Regions from separate parts of the Sus scrofa genome. Here region 1 is linked to region 2. Evidence: chromatin contacts called from public Hi-C data. All regions are on one chromosome and are shown on one strand. Each heading gives the region's core, a stretch centred on a gene start, on an enhancer-like site or on the middle of the called end of the contact. The rest is flanking DNA. Distances are from core to core; before and after follow the strand shown. Region 1 has its middle 110 kb from the start of NRN1. Region 2 overlaps LYRM4 (LYR motif-containing protein 4).

Region 1 (6,875 bases), core at 4,102-6,601, 480 kb before region 2:
ATTTCTAAGCCCTCTCCTGGGCTTGCCGGCATTGAAGCTCACTCTGAAGGATGGATGCCTCCCCACGGGTCGGCTTTGATGGGGCCAAGGGAAGAGGAGGGTAGCCTGGGCCCTCTGGGTGGGACGTGGGGAGGGGAGGGAGGACACAGAAAGGGGAGGCCCCGCTGTCAGAAGTGGGCTTTGGGGGCGCCACGGCTTTGCGGAGGGCTCCCCCTCTGCTACACGCAGCCCCCAGGATTCTCGCTGTCACGATATTGGTTTTTTTTTTTTTTTTTTTTTTTTTTTTTGTCTTTTTGCTATTTCTTGGGCCGCTCTCGCAGCATATGGAGGTTCCCAGGCTAGGGGTCCAATCGGAGCTGTAGCCACCAGCCTACGCCAGAGCCACAGCAACGTGAGATCCGAGCCCCGTCTGCAACCTACACCACAGCTCACGGCAACGCCGGATCGTTAACCCACTGAGCAAGGGCAGGGATCGAACCCGCAACCTCATGGTTCCTAGTCGGATTCGTTAACCACTGCGCCACGACGGGAACTCCACGATATTGTTTCTTCATCACACACTCGCGCTCCCCTGGCTCCCCTGGCTCCACGCAATGCTCCCTCCGCGCCTCTTGGCTCTGGTGCGTCCAATGACTACCTGCTACTGAAGAGAACAAAGAGGTGGTGGAAGGGGCAGACCCTGGGTCCCCAAGGCTGTGCCCTTCAACTCCGAGCAGAGGAGCAGGAACCTCCCTTGGCGCGTGCACATCTCGGCCGCCTTCTGTTCCGCCACCCACCCATCTCCTCATCTTGTTCCTCCTCATCCAAGTTACCAGGTCCTTGGAGGAAACCTCCGCCGTCATCCCAACCAGGGGAGAGCGTTCATGGCCTTGGCTGAGTGGGGTGCGACTTTGGCCAGTGGATCTAAGCGGGAAGTCCAGTGATGGGGCTTTGGGGCTTGGAGTCTGCTAACACCGAAGCAGTCTTCTTGGGTCTCCGAGACCTTGGAGAGCTGCCGTCCCTTTGGATGGGTCGTCCTGTGAGCTGATCACCCCTTGGTTGTCCAGATCATGGGAATGAGGGGTGTCCATTCCTCGCGGCCAGATGCAGCGCAACGGATTCCGCTGATAGTCAGTCGTAGGCTGGGTCTGGAAGGGCGCAGATGAGTTTCAACCTCCCTCAGCCCCTTACTTAGGGGCTTAGTGGGCTTTGGGAATAGACCCTTCGTTGACAGGCCCCCTCCCCCCCGACGTCTGCTCAGCCCCTTCCCATTCCACTTTCTCATGGCTCCCTCCTCTCAGCCCCCGGCTGTGGGAGGGGGTCTCCGCTGAATTACTCCTCGGCAAATCCCACGTTCCCACCTGGTTACCCAGCTGCCCCTTCCTACGGTTGCAAGCAGGAGACAAATGCTGAAAACCGTGAGTCCTGACATGTTCTGTAAGGGAGGATGAAAGTTTTCTTGGCTTTTTCCACAGGAGAAGAATAGGAAGGAAAAGAAAATAAGCTCATTTTTTCCAACATTGATTAATTCACACAAGGTCACATTTTACACCCTTTTAATTAACTTTCATCGAGTGCATGTTCAAAATGGAAAAGGGTTTATTAAAATAAGTCCTGAGGACCCCAGGTGTAACAGCATGGGGTGCTTAAGCAGGAGAGATAATTGGAAATGTTTTCCTCCTGCTCTGATGCGTGGCAGGGTTGTGTGAATTCCTAACTTTGCTCAAATAGATCCCCTTCGCCGGCGATGAAAGAGACTCGAAGGCATCGGCTCCTTCAAGGAGACTTTCCCAAGACGTCGTGCCCCTGTTGGTCCCCCTCCGTGGCCGCTGGTTAGGAGCCCCCTTCCCTGTCAACACTGAAAACCTGGCTCACTATCGTCTTGACATAATTTCTTTTTTTTTTTTATTCCCCCGCAATATTGTGAGGTTTCTGAAGGTAAAGCCGTGTGTTATTTCTTGCTTTATCGTCTGGCAGGCAGTAGGTGCTCAGTAGAAAGTTACTGAAAGGATGTAAGCCAAGAAAAGGTTTTCTTCCCTTCAATTTAGCAAAGGACAAGGATGTCTATCTTGCACGGTGTTAAATGAAGATGAGAAGGGGAGTCCTTCTATAATAGCATCGGCTGGAGGATGCGCTGTCAGGCCGGGTGGCTGGTGGGACAGAGCCAGTGGCCGTTCTCTGAAATGTGGACTGGGGACCAGTGCCAGTCCTCGCGCTTCACACCTAGGAAGACAGTCACAGGGTCTTTCTTTCCCCGTTTTTAAAAAATGAATAACAGCGCCGTAAAGCACACTCAGCGGCACACCTGCGCGAATTTGGGGGCTACCAGAGATAGTTTTGTTCCATGTTTTGGCCTTTTAGGGTGTCCTCAAATTAAGCAAAGCATTTTTCTTGGTTGTGGTGACATGGATTGTCCAGATGCCTGTCCATCTAACTCATAAGCCCTCTGCTGTCCCTTCTTCATTTCTCGGCAAGAGCCTCCGGTGAAATTTCATGGCCCGCGTTCTTGTTGACAGGCCCGTGTGCCCGGTTACACCACAAGTCCCATGGCAGGATGACACAGTCTTCTTGGCTGCCCCGTGGCATTCTTCCTCACTGTCCACCAGCCATCTACCTCGGGTCAGCTCTGCTATGGGGTACCCATGCCTGTCCCCACTTGGAAAACCAGCATGAAATGAGCTGGAGGAAAAAGCTTATGTTTCAAGAGGAAGCTTTGTAGCTGGGAAGGTTTGAGGCTGAATCTCCTCATGCTCAGATTTACCTCCCTGCTGAAATTTGTAGGTTCTTGTGCGATGTATGTCTAAGAAAACCCATTATTCAAGATTCCTAAGTGGAGAGTCAAACACTTTTCTTTTTTTTTTTTTTGTCTTTTGGTCTTTTTAGGGCCACACCTACGGCATATGGAGGTTCCCAGGCTAGGGTCAAATCGGAGCTGCAGCCGCCAGCCTACCCCACAGCCCCAGGAACTCAGGATCTGAGCCAAGTCTGTGACTTACACCACAGCTCACAGCAATGCCAGATCCTTAACCCACTGAGCGAGGCCAGGGATTGCACCTGCAACCTCATGGTTCCTAGTTGGATTCATTTCCGCTGCGCCATGACAGGAACTCCTAGAGTCAAACACTATTCATACCACAATAGCATGCTCCCATTTTCAAAGGAATTGTCTTCTTAGCACTCCTACAAACCAATAAGAATTAAACAGGTAACCAAACAGAAAAATGAACAAAATGTTTGATCAAGCATTTTCTTTAAAAGCTTATCTAAATGGCCGATGACATAGAAAAGTTTGCTCAGGAGTTTCCCTTGTGGCTCAGTGGTAATGAACCTGACTCATATCCATGAGGTTGCTGGTTCAGTCCCTGGCCTCGATCAGTGGGTTAAGGATCCAGCATTGCCTTGAGCTGTGGTGTAGATCGCAGACACGGCTCGGATACTGCATTGCTGTGGCTGCGGCATAGGCCGGCAGGTGCAGCTCCGCTTTGACCCCTAGCCTGGGAACCTCCATATGCTGCACACTCAGCTGTAAAGCAAAAAAAAAAATTTTTTTTAATTTAAAAGAATAAAGATTAAAAACAAAAAAAGAAAAGTATGCTCACTTTGATGAGTCGGCATGCAAATACAAATTAAAGCCATAACCTAACCAATAGACACCCACCAGCATGACTAAAATGAAAAAGCACAGAATACAGTAACTGTTGACAAAGGGACAGAACACTCCTACCCCTGCTAATGGGGGGGGTGGAATAACTGATACAGAAATCTATTTGACAGTATATTTTTTTTTGGCTGTGCCCACGACATGCAGAAGTTCCCAGGCCAGGGACTGAACCTGAGCCACAGCAGTGACAACGCCGGATCCTTAATCCACTGAGCCATCAGAGGACTCCTGTTTGACAATGTTTGTAGAACTGAACATATGCATAACATCTGACTTGAAGACTCCCCCCAACAGAAATGGGCGAATGTATGTATAAATATATACACACACACACCTCCCAACAGGCCTGTGTTAGGATACACCTATTTCTTGCAGAATAAATCTGGTCATTATACACATGCCAATCAGTGGCTGAATGGATCTAACCGGTGATATATTCGATGATGGAATATTCCACAGCAATGGAATGGACTCACGACTATACCCAACACCACGGATGAAATTTACAAACACAAGGTTAAGCCAAAGAAGACAGACACAAAAGAGTATAAACGATATGAATCCTCTAAATAAGGTAAAACCTGGAAAACTAACCCATGTTCTTCCACATCAAGAGAGTGGTTGTCCTCGGTGGGTACGTGACCAGAGAGGCCACAGGGAGGGGGCTTCACAGGTGTGTTCAGCATGTGATCTACATACTTTGCAGTGGGTTATGCTTGAATAAAACCTTTTTGGCAGCATGATTCAATTTATGAAACTTCCACACCACATGGACATGTCTAGAAACATATCTGCCCTCCAGCGTGAAAGGCACCTGCCACGTCCACTTGGTTTGAGTGCCCCCCCGCCAGCTTGACACCTTCACACTCCTTCTAGGGACCGAGTGAGGATTTAGGGAGTGCTTCTACACGGGGCCACTGGGTTTCTGGTACTTACCTCTCACGGCTCCATGACCGTGTCCTCCAGCTGGGTCTAACCTTTTCCCTTCGCTCCACCCCGTGTCTTCTCAACGCCCAGGGGACCAGGCTTATCAGAGGACACAGTGCTGGGCTGCAAAGGATTCCTTCTTCCTCTAACTCGGTCATGGAACAAGCTTTGAGACCGGGGGTCTGTCCTCCAGGCAGCGAGCGTTTGCTATGTGCCAGTATCAGCCCCCTTCATGTCTACATACTCCCTGATCTATGCCCATTTTACAGGGGAGGGCACAAACCATCCCCCCAAAGGCTGCATCCTTGGGGAGTGATGAGCTGGCCTCAGGATCCAGCTGGTCTCCGTCACCACCCTCCCACCTGCTGGTTCCTACAGCAGCCTGAATGGCTGCCTTCCTTCTGCAAGTAAGGACCTGGGCTGACCTGCCGTCGCTGACCCACCACTGGTGGGGAGTTTGGCTGAAACCTCCATCCAAGGGCTTGAGGACAATCTCTCAGGACACATCCGCTTGAGGCCCCCGGCTCTCCCCAGATCTCGGCGGGGCCCGAGAGAGGGTGGCCAGACTCTGAACCTGCCGGTGCTCTCTCTGCAGGAGAGAGGAAGCCCCAGAGTTTTGCCAGCCTCTCTGCGGCAGGTGGAGCGTGGGAGCTGCTCCTGATCCGGCCCCCGGGGAGCGTCTGCTCCGGGTGCACGTCCTCCAGCTGCTGTCAGGCTGCCCCTTCACAGACAATGGCCAGCCGCCCAGATTCCCTCCATGCAGCCTGACTGCCCGCTTCTCATCACAGCCGGCTGCTGAGACCGCCCCACCGTTGCCGCTCGCCGGCTCCCGGCTGCAGACAGGAAGCCGCTCTGTTACACGCTGGGGAAGGCACCTCGGTGATGCGGTCGAAGCTGAGCTTCAGGAAACCAGCTGCTGGCCCTGGGCTCAGCCCACAGCCTTTTCTTGAGTAGGAATTTCCACCAGGCTTGCTTGTCCGGACCCTTGTCCTGACCTCCGCTCAGTTTCCCAATGTTGTCATGGCAACAGTAAAGCAGCCTGTAAACTGGCACATCCTGGGAGAGCGTGGACAGCATGATCTCTGTCCCCAGGGTCCCCAGGCTCCAACTTTGGCCAGCTTCCTGTGACCATTCTCTGCACTTCATGACTGCCTCACCCTCGGAAGAAAAAAACCCTGCTGCAGGATCCCAGCAGGAGTCACAGAGGTTCAGAGCAGATGGCCAGAGCCTTAGGAACCATCTGCTGTTCGTTTTACCAATGACCAAACAAGCCCAGAGAAGCTCAGCGTCTTGCCCAAGGTGACACAGCCATGCAGGTGTGAAGAGAGTGCATTAACCACACACAGTTGCCAGGCTGCTTTGTCTGAATTGAGGGGACTCTGCTAGCCCCGTGTGGGTTCAGATGGAGTGTCTGCAGCTGCTCTCTTTCCATCAGGAGGCTAGAGAGATTTGCGAGGGACCCAGCAGTGATGGGGGTTCTCAAGCAGAGCAGGTGCCAGGGCCCAAGATGCAGGCAGAAACCGGGCCTCTGATAGGGCCACGGGAGGGAGCAGTGAGGGCAGCGCTTTTAGAGCCGTGTCCCACAGAGCTGCCCCCACGCCGGCAGCCAGCCGGCTGCCCTCGGAACCAGGCTGTCACGGTTCTTCTCTGGAGGGGCAGAAAACCCAGGCTCCCCAGCAACGCTGACACCCAGGGCAGCTCCACGCAGGGAGCGCCTGCATCACATGAAACCGAAAATCCACCTCCCTCCCGGAGGCTCAGCAGGCAGAACAACCCAGGCAGCAAAGGCGGGTGCAAGGCCACCGTGCAGCCTCTGTGGTCACTTCCCCCTGCAAGGTGACTAGGTGGGGGGTCGACCGATATCTACAGTGACAACGGTGGATGGTGACTCTCATGGTTTGCCCGCTCAGATACCATCCCAGTGCAGACACTCCCGTGCCCGGCCAGGCCCTCACCTCTCAGGCCTCTGTTTCCACCCTTGAAGCCCCAGGTCCTTTTCATCAAGAGCAGCCATGACTAGCACAGGATCCTGTTCCTATTTTTAAGGTTCTTGTCCTGTTACCTCCCTGCTCTAAATCCGGTAGAACAGCCCGAGCCCCTCCTCACGGCCTGTCCTCTGATCCCCAGTGTCCTGGGTGGCCGTGATGCCGGCCTCCCGCCTCGTCAGAGGACTGAGGGGATGCAGTGTAGGGAGTGCTCGGCCCAAGGCCTGCCGGGCAGACGGAACAAACGCTCTCTCCCGTCACCCTCCCTGGAGGCAGGCGGAGCAGGTCCAACATCAAATGACAGACGCAGGGATGCCAGCTCA
Region 2 (6,898 bases), core at 2,359-4,858:
CTGCTTCCCTGCATGCTGACCACAGGCAAGTCCCGCCTCCTCTGCTTTGCGGTGGCCGGATCGATAAAATGAAGACGAGCTGGCAATTGATTTCCAAGGGTCCTTTCCAAGTCTCATACTCGGCGATTCCAGTGGTTCCTGTTGGCAAGAACAGTAGGATCATACTTGGATTCCTGCATTCATGCAGCATGTGTGTACCGCCGTTCGTCCAGGGGGCTGCACAGGAGACTGCGGGGCTGCAGCTGGGGCTGTGCTGGGGACTGCGGGGGCTGCACAGTGCCTCACCCAAAGGCCCTGCCCTCCTGGAGCCCCCGGCCAGCCGCACAAGTACCTCTCCCAGGATGGGAGAGTGAAAATCGAGGAGGACAAGAGAAAATAAACTTATATTTATTAGCTTCTCTGTGTGCCCCAGGGACTCTACTTGAGACTTTCCATATGCTTTAATTATCATAATAACCCTGTGAGGTAGGTGTTACCGTCCCGTTTTATAAATAAAGGATCAGACATTGTGCAGCGAGGCTGTGGAGCCAGGATTTAGAAACAGGCCTTTGTGACTTGAGAGCCCAGGCTCTTCCTATCAGACCCTGTTGCCTCCTGATGGGAGAACTGATAACGAGTCAGCTACTGGGGACTAGATGAGCTCCCTCTGGCGGAGGAGTCATTTGCTCAAGGACGGGAAAGTAGGTGGAGCTGGTGGGTGTGGTCTGGGGAGGTCTCCTCCAGCAGGGACCCTGGAGGGAGAAGCCGCAAGACTTCTCCAGATCTTCTCACTGAAAGGCGAGGACAGCGGCCCCTGTCCCTAACACTAGATACAGGATGACTCCCAGGCCTGGTCTGCCGTCCGGATGAGCTCTGAGCCCCCGCAGGACACGTGTTCCTGAGGGAGCCTCGGCTGCTTCCCAGGCTGATCAGTAGGGCGGCCCAGGGAAGGGGCGGAGCTCACGGGGCCGAGGGGCACGAGGCGGAGGCGGGCACCTGCGCAGGGAGAACGTGTCTTTGTTCAGGCAGGCAGGTGACAGCATCACGTGTCGGCGCTGGAGGGGCCGCAGGTGGAGGCGTCGTGTGCACGTCCCGGGCCTGATCCAGGCAAGACGTCACCTTAGGGCAGGGAGGGAGGGACAGCGGGAATGGGAAAGGGCTGGACTCAGGCTAATGTAATGGGGGCTCGGGGAGAAATCCGGGCTGGCAGAAGGCACACGAGAGCGTGTGCAGCGTCCACACTGCTCGCCTTCCCGACCCTTGACGCCGATTCAGATCCGTGTGCACCAGGGAGGAGGGGGCGAAGCGCGTATTCCGTCTCCTCGTGGCAGCCGCTTTCCTGTGAGAGTTTCCCCCTCATAATGGCCAGCGTCGTTCAGCTTTCTCTTTAGAAGAAGCTGCTTTGGCCTCGTGGGCAGGGAGGGGGCTTAGCTGCCGTGGGGGAGCCTTGACCATCAGGGCGCCGAGGCCGTGGACCGACTGGGCTTCAGGCTGGCCCAGCGCACGGGGGCATGGGAAACAGCACGTTCCTCCATCTCTCTGAGCCTCATCTTCCTCTCCTGCACAGTGAGAATAATACTGTCTCCACTTAGCGCAGTGGGATCCCTCCCTTTGCCGCAGTAGAGACACAGGAGAGGTGGACTGAGAGGGGCGGGAAGGGTTTGCCCCAGACCGCAGCGAAGGTGCCGCAGGTGCCACGCCGGTGACCACAGCCAGAGCCCGGCGCTCTGATGGGTGCGGAAGTGGCAGGTGCCGCTGACCGCGGGGTCGGCCTCGCCCACGCCCTTTCTCGGCTGGGCGCTGCCTGCCTGGGCCGGCCCGGCCTCCTTCCTGCCGCCCATCCTGGCATCTCAGGCCTCAGAGGCGTCTGGCACCCTGGACTGCATGACCCCGAAAGCGGCGCTGGCAGAGGCTCAACCAGGGTCGGCCCAGACCTCGGAGCAAGCCCCCCACCCGCGGCTCCATGGCCTTGGCTCAGGGGCCCCTGGGGTCTCTGGGAAAGGCAGGAAGAAACCATAGCTCAGTACCCAGTGTGAGAATTTCTTCCTTACCTACGTGCCACCTTTTTTACGGAGAAGCCGGCGTCCTCCCTGCCGGAGCCGAGGCGGGCCCCTCCCAGCCCTGGGCCCTGCTGGGCAGCCTGAGGTCGGGGAGATGCGGGCCAGGCGGGCGCAGGGAGGACAGGTTTGCCTCCAGGAGAAGCTGGCAGGCGGCGCCTTCCCCAGCACACACCTGGTAGCCAGCCGGCGGTGCGGCCATGCCAGAGCTCTCCCCCTTCTCTAAGCAGTGGTTTCTGGGGCACAGAGCGGCTGTTCTGGGAGGAAAGCAATTTGATGTGAGGGCCTCCCTGGAGCCTACGGAGTCAGGACTCAGAAGCTTGGAATTGGAGCTCGGCTGCTGGTGGAAGATACACTGTGAATGTTTTATTCAGTAATATGCATACATAACACTGAGCGGAATCCAAACACATAAATGACTTAGACAATAGCCGTTGCAAGCTACCTTCCAGCATTTCAGAGCCGCCGCCAGAATTGCTCACAAAGTCCTCTGCCGCCACCTGCTGGTGGAAGGTCGTCTTACGCCCTTGAACCTTAGACTTGGGGCTTCAGTCTCAGCCTCTTGTCTCCTTGGTGGGTAGGGTTTGCCCCACAGAACTGAGATGCCTGCTGTGTTTGAGGCTTGCCACAAGGGCTCTAGCACCTTTCGGACGCGACGGATGGACATGACAAAGCCACTTTCTTCACCTTTAATTTTATAACGTGGTTGATTTGGTGTTGTGTTAATTTCTTTTTTTTTTTTTTTTTTTTGTCTTTTTGCCTTTTCTTGAGCCGCTCCCACAGCACAGGGAGGTTCCCAGGCTAGTTGTCTAATGGGAGCTGTAGCCACCGGCCTCTGCCAGAATCACAGCAACACGGGATCCAAGCCGAATCTGCGACCTACACCACAGCTCACAGCAACGCCGGATCCTTAACCCACTGAGCAAGGCCAGGGAACAAACCCGCAAACCTCATGGTTCCTAGTCGGATTCGTTAACCACTGAGCCACGACAGGAACTCCGGTGTTGTGTTAATTTCTTCCGTCTTTCTTCACCTGGCTTTTAACCAGGTCTCTGTGAGGGCCCACCTGCATCTCCAGGCCAAGGACTCAGTGCTTGGTCGTCTAGTGGTCTGGTGGTTCGGACTCACCGCTGCGGCCCAGGTTCAGTCCCTGGTCTGGGGACTGAGATTCCACATCAAGCTGCTAAATATGCAGCCAAAAAAAAAAAGTGAGGATTCTCCAGAGGACAGACCGTTGTGGGGTTCACTCCCAGCTGGAGGCCCTAGGGAGTGGGGGATGTGGTTCAGTCCTGGCGGAGGTGAGAGACGGGGCCAGCAAGGTAACCCCAGTCCAGGGACAGGAGAGGGTGAGACGTCCCAGCCCCGCAGTGGGGGAGGGCGGCCTGGTCCTACCCCACCCTTCTCTTCTGGCTTCAGGCCCTCCACACGTGGGGGCATCCTGTGACCCAGTTTCTGTCTCCTCTGCAGACCCCACCATTGACACACCAGAAACAGGGCTTGTTCTGGGCCTCCCTCCACCCCCTTGAATGGACACTACAGTTAACCCCCATCGCAGGGCAGGGACCCTGGCAGATCAGACTGCGGCCTGTCAGCTGAGATCGCATACTTTACTGCTGGGGCAACATCGCACGTTTAATAGGAACTGTGGAACGTGCCACCCTGGGCCACAGCACCCCCACCTCCTCACCTCCGCTGTTCCCACCAGGCCTCTGCCGCCGACACTGCCATCTTTTTGTTAACTCCACAGATGTAACAAATGTGCAGTTACTTTTTATAGACACGAAAACTCCAGATTTTAAAAATGTAAGTTCAGGGGAGTTCCTGTCGTGGCTCAGCAATAACAAAACGCGACTAGAATCCATGAGGATGCAGGTTCGATCCCTGGCCTCGCTTAGTGGGTTAAGAATCTGGCGTTGCCATGAGCTGTGGTGTAGGTCACAGACGAAGCTTGGATCCCGAGTTGTCGTGGCTGTGGTGTAGGCTGGCAGCTGTAGTTTCAGCTCAACCCCTAGCCTGGGAACTTCCATATGCCACAGGTGTGGCCCTAAAAAGAGATAGATAGATAGATAGATTCAGGAGTTCCCTGGTGGCACAGCAAGTTAAGGATCTGGCATTGTCACGTCTATGGCATGGGTTCAATCCTGACCCAGGAACTTCCACAGGCACAGCCAAAAAGAAAAGGGAAAAAAATGTGAACGTTCAAAATAAAACTCTAGTAAGATGCACATAAAATTTTCCCTTCCTAAGTATTTTTAAGTACACTGTTGGATTTGGGGTGGGGGGCAGCACCCGAGGCATATGGAAGTTCCCAGGCTAGGGGTTGCATTGGAGCTACAGCTGCCGGCCTACACCACAGCCACAGCAACACTGAATCCTTAATCCACTTAGTGAGGCCAGGGATCAAACCTGCATCCTCGTGGATACTAGTCAGAGTCATTTCCGCTGCACCACAACTGGAACGCCACGTATTAGATTTTTAACAGGCTCTTATTGATTAAGAACCTAAGAAATGCAAGGAAGCGCCAGGCCTCACAGGCTCACAGGTGCAAAGCCAGTTGAAGCACCAGGTGACATTCATAAACTTTCTTTGGGCTGCAGAGAAGGGCCTCGGCCGCAGACGGGAGTACCTGTCAGGCTGAAACACTTCCGCTCCGTGAAACGCTTAGCGGTCCCCAGCGTGACCGGACCTGCACGTGGCCCCCTGCAAGGCTAACCCTGTGTGTAGATGCCCTCACGGTGTGCGCACCGATTCCCCTGCCTCCAAAAACGTGTCAAATCTTAAACTTCGTTTTTTTGGGTTTGTTTTTTTTTTTTGTCTTTTTGTCTTTTGTTGTTGTTGTTGTTGCTATTTCTTGGGCCGCTCCCGCGGCATATGGAGGTTCCCAGGCTAGGGGTTGAATCAGAGCTGTAGCCACCGGCCTACGCCAGAGCCACAGCAACTTGGGATCCGAGCCGAGTCTGCAACCTACACCACAGCTTACGGCAACGCCGGATCGTTAACCCACTGAGCAAGGGCAGGGACCGAACCCGCAACCTCATGGTTCCTAGTCGGACTCGTTAACCACTGCGCCACGACGGGAACTCCTAAACTTCGTTTTTTTTAAAATAGCTTGCGTAGTATTAAGCACAATTAAATCAAAAGCGTCAAAGATCAGCAAAGAGCTACTGATTTAAAACCAAACGTACTCCCCAGGTCCCTAACCCCAGCTTAGCTTCTGTAAATACAGTGTGACCAGTGTCGTGAGTTGAAGCTGATGTTCTGGTGCCTACCTTTGAAGTGCGGTATTGATTGTTGGTCTAGTTAGGATGCATTAGCCGTGTGGCTAGCGTTGCCGTGATGGGCTGGCTTGAACTTTGATTCTGGGCTCGTAGCCCAGATGAGTCACAGCTCCGAGCTCAGCAGCTCCTGTCCTTTGGAACAGGCTGCTTCCCTGGGCCCCCACCCCCACAGCAGAGACTTTAATGCCGCTTTGCTAAGGATGCTGACGCGATGGCGCTGAGTTATGTGCATAACGTGCTCGGCCTAAGTGCCGGGAACTTGGTAGGTGCTCAGTGAACACTCATATTCCTCCTCCTCTGGGATTAACTTCTTGATCTACAGCAACCACTTGGAGGTCCTTCTCTGATTTTAAAAAGACTGGGAGTTCTCGTCGAGGCTCAATGGTTAACAGACCCAACTAGCATCCACAAGGCCACGGGTTCAGTCCCTGGCCTTGCTCAGTGGGTTAAGGATCCAGCGTTGCTGTGAGCTGTGGTGTAGGTTACACAGAAGTCTCGGATCCTGCATTGCTTGGCTGTGGTGTAGGCTGGCGGCTTCAGCTCTGATTCGACCCCTAGCCTGGGAACCTCCACTTTCCGAGGGTGCGGCCCTAAAGAGACCAAAAAACACGAACCGTTTACTTCTTTAAGGCTTTCACATATTAGTATGATTGTGGAGAGCAGAATTCTGTGTCTACAGGAAAAGCCCATTTTTCCCTCTGACTTTTCTTAAAGATCTCTAGCACTTGCTTCGACTTAAAATCCAAAATACCTCTTCCTTTGTGCCATAGCCCTAACACTCTTGCACTTTTTGCTCCCAGTCTTAAGTCCAAAACCATATCGGACACCAGGTTTGTTTTCTGTTGCATCTTTATGTTTTCTTGAGTTTTCAGCTGGAAATATATTCTTACGTAATCCTTAAGTACTGCTCAAATGTCATAGTACATACGGCTTTCGTAACCTGCTCTAGAAATTACTCATTGTTCTTAACTGGTTACCGATTCAAAATCCTCTAACTAAGGAAAACCACTTAATATCACTTTTTTCTATGCGTGAACTTTGACAGAAATGTTTTCTTTTTTGTCTTCATGAAATTTACTTCCTAATACCCTCTCAGAGCCCGTATCTACCATGAGTCTTTTTTGGAATTCTTGTTCAACTCCTGGAAGACAGCACCACCTCTTTCTGGGGGCCCCTACAGCCCCCAGTACATTTTGAGGCAAGGCAGCAGTGGGATTGCAGCAGCTGGGTGAGTCACAGCTGCGGGGGTCAGTGTGGGACAGACAGCCTGGCTTTCTCTGCCGCTCACCTGAACTCAGAGCCGCTCGTGTAGGCTGGTGCTGGGAGAGGCAGACCAGAAACGGGGCTTTGCCGAACTAGGAGGGGTGCTCCACCTCCCTCAAAAACGTGTCCTGCTGCAGATGATTCCGCTGGTGGTGCCCAGGCAGCTTTTGCAAGGACAGAGCCTGTCAACTCTTCCTCTACTTTGAGCCTGGACAGGAGGTATCGAGAAGAGAGCAGTGATTCTTTTTGGGGAGCAGGTCCACAGAAAAAGTAAGCAGTTTTAATTAACCAGAGTAACAGTACATTAGGTGCAGAATATG

The links. A called contact is a pair of places that touch in the nucleus more often than the background predicts.
Region 1: a Hi-C map of retroperitoneal adipose tissue shows a contact between it and region 2, with 2.0 times the contacts expected there. The contact joins two enhancer-like sites. A contact is called at or near these places in 4 of 47 Hi-C or Micro-C datasets (embryonic fibroblasts, liver, mesenteric adipose tissue and 1 more).

The regions. Positions count from the first base shown.
Region 1 is chr7:3,580,162-3,587,036 of Sscrofa11.1, reverse strand. No RefSeq gene overlaps it. Among named protein-coding and RNA genes, the nearest start is that of NRN1, 110 kb to the left of the region's middle. Within about 2 kb of position 5,351, at least 31 of the 83 cell types and tissues checked have an H3K27ac peak or open chromatin away from gene starts, as enhancers often do. A contact at or near this core is called in retroperitoneal adipose tissue, where this site is marked.
Region 2 is chr7:3,097,046-3,103,943 of Sscrofa11.1, reverse strand. The region is part of intron 2 of LYRM4 (LYR motif-containing protein 4); the gene reads left to right. Among named protein-coding and RNA genes, the nearest start is that of PPP1R3G, 51 kb to the right of the region's middle. Within about 2 kb of position 3,608, at least 4 of the 83 cell types and tissues checked have an H3K27ac peak or open chromatin away from gene starts, as enhancers often do. A contact at or near this core is called in retroperitoneal adipose tissue, where this site is marked.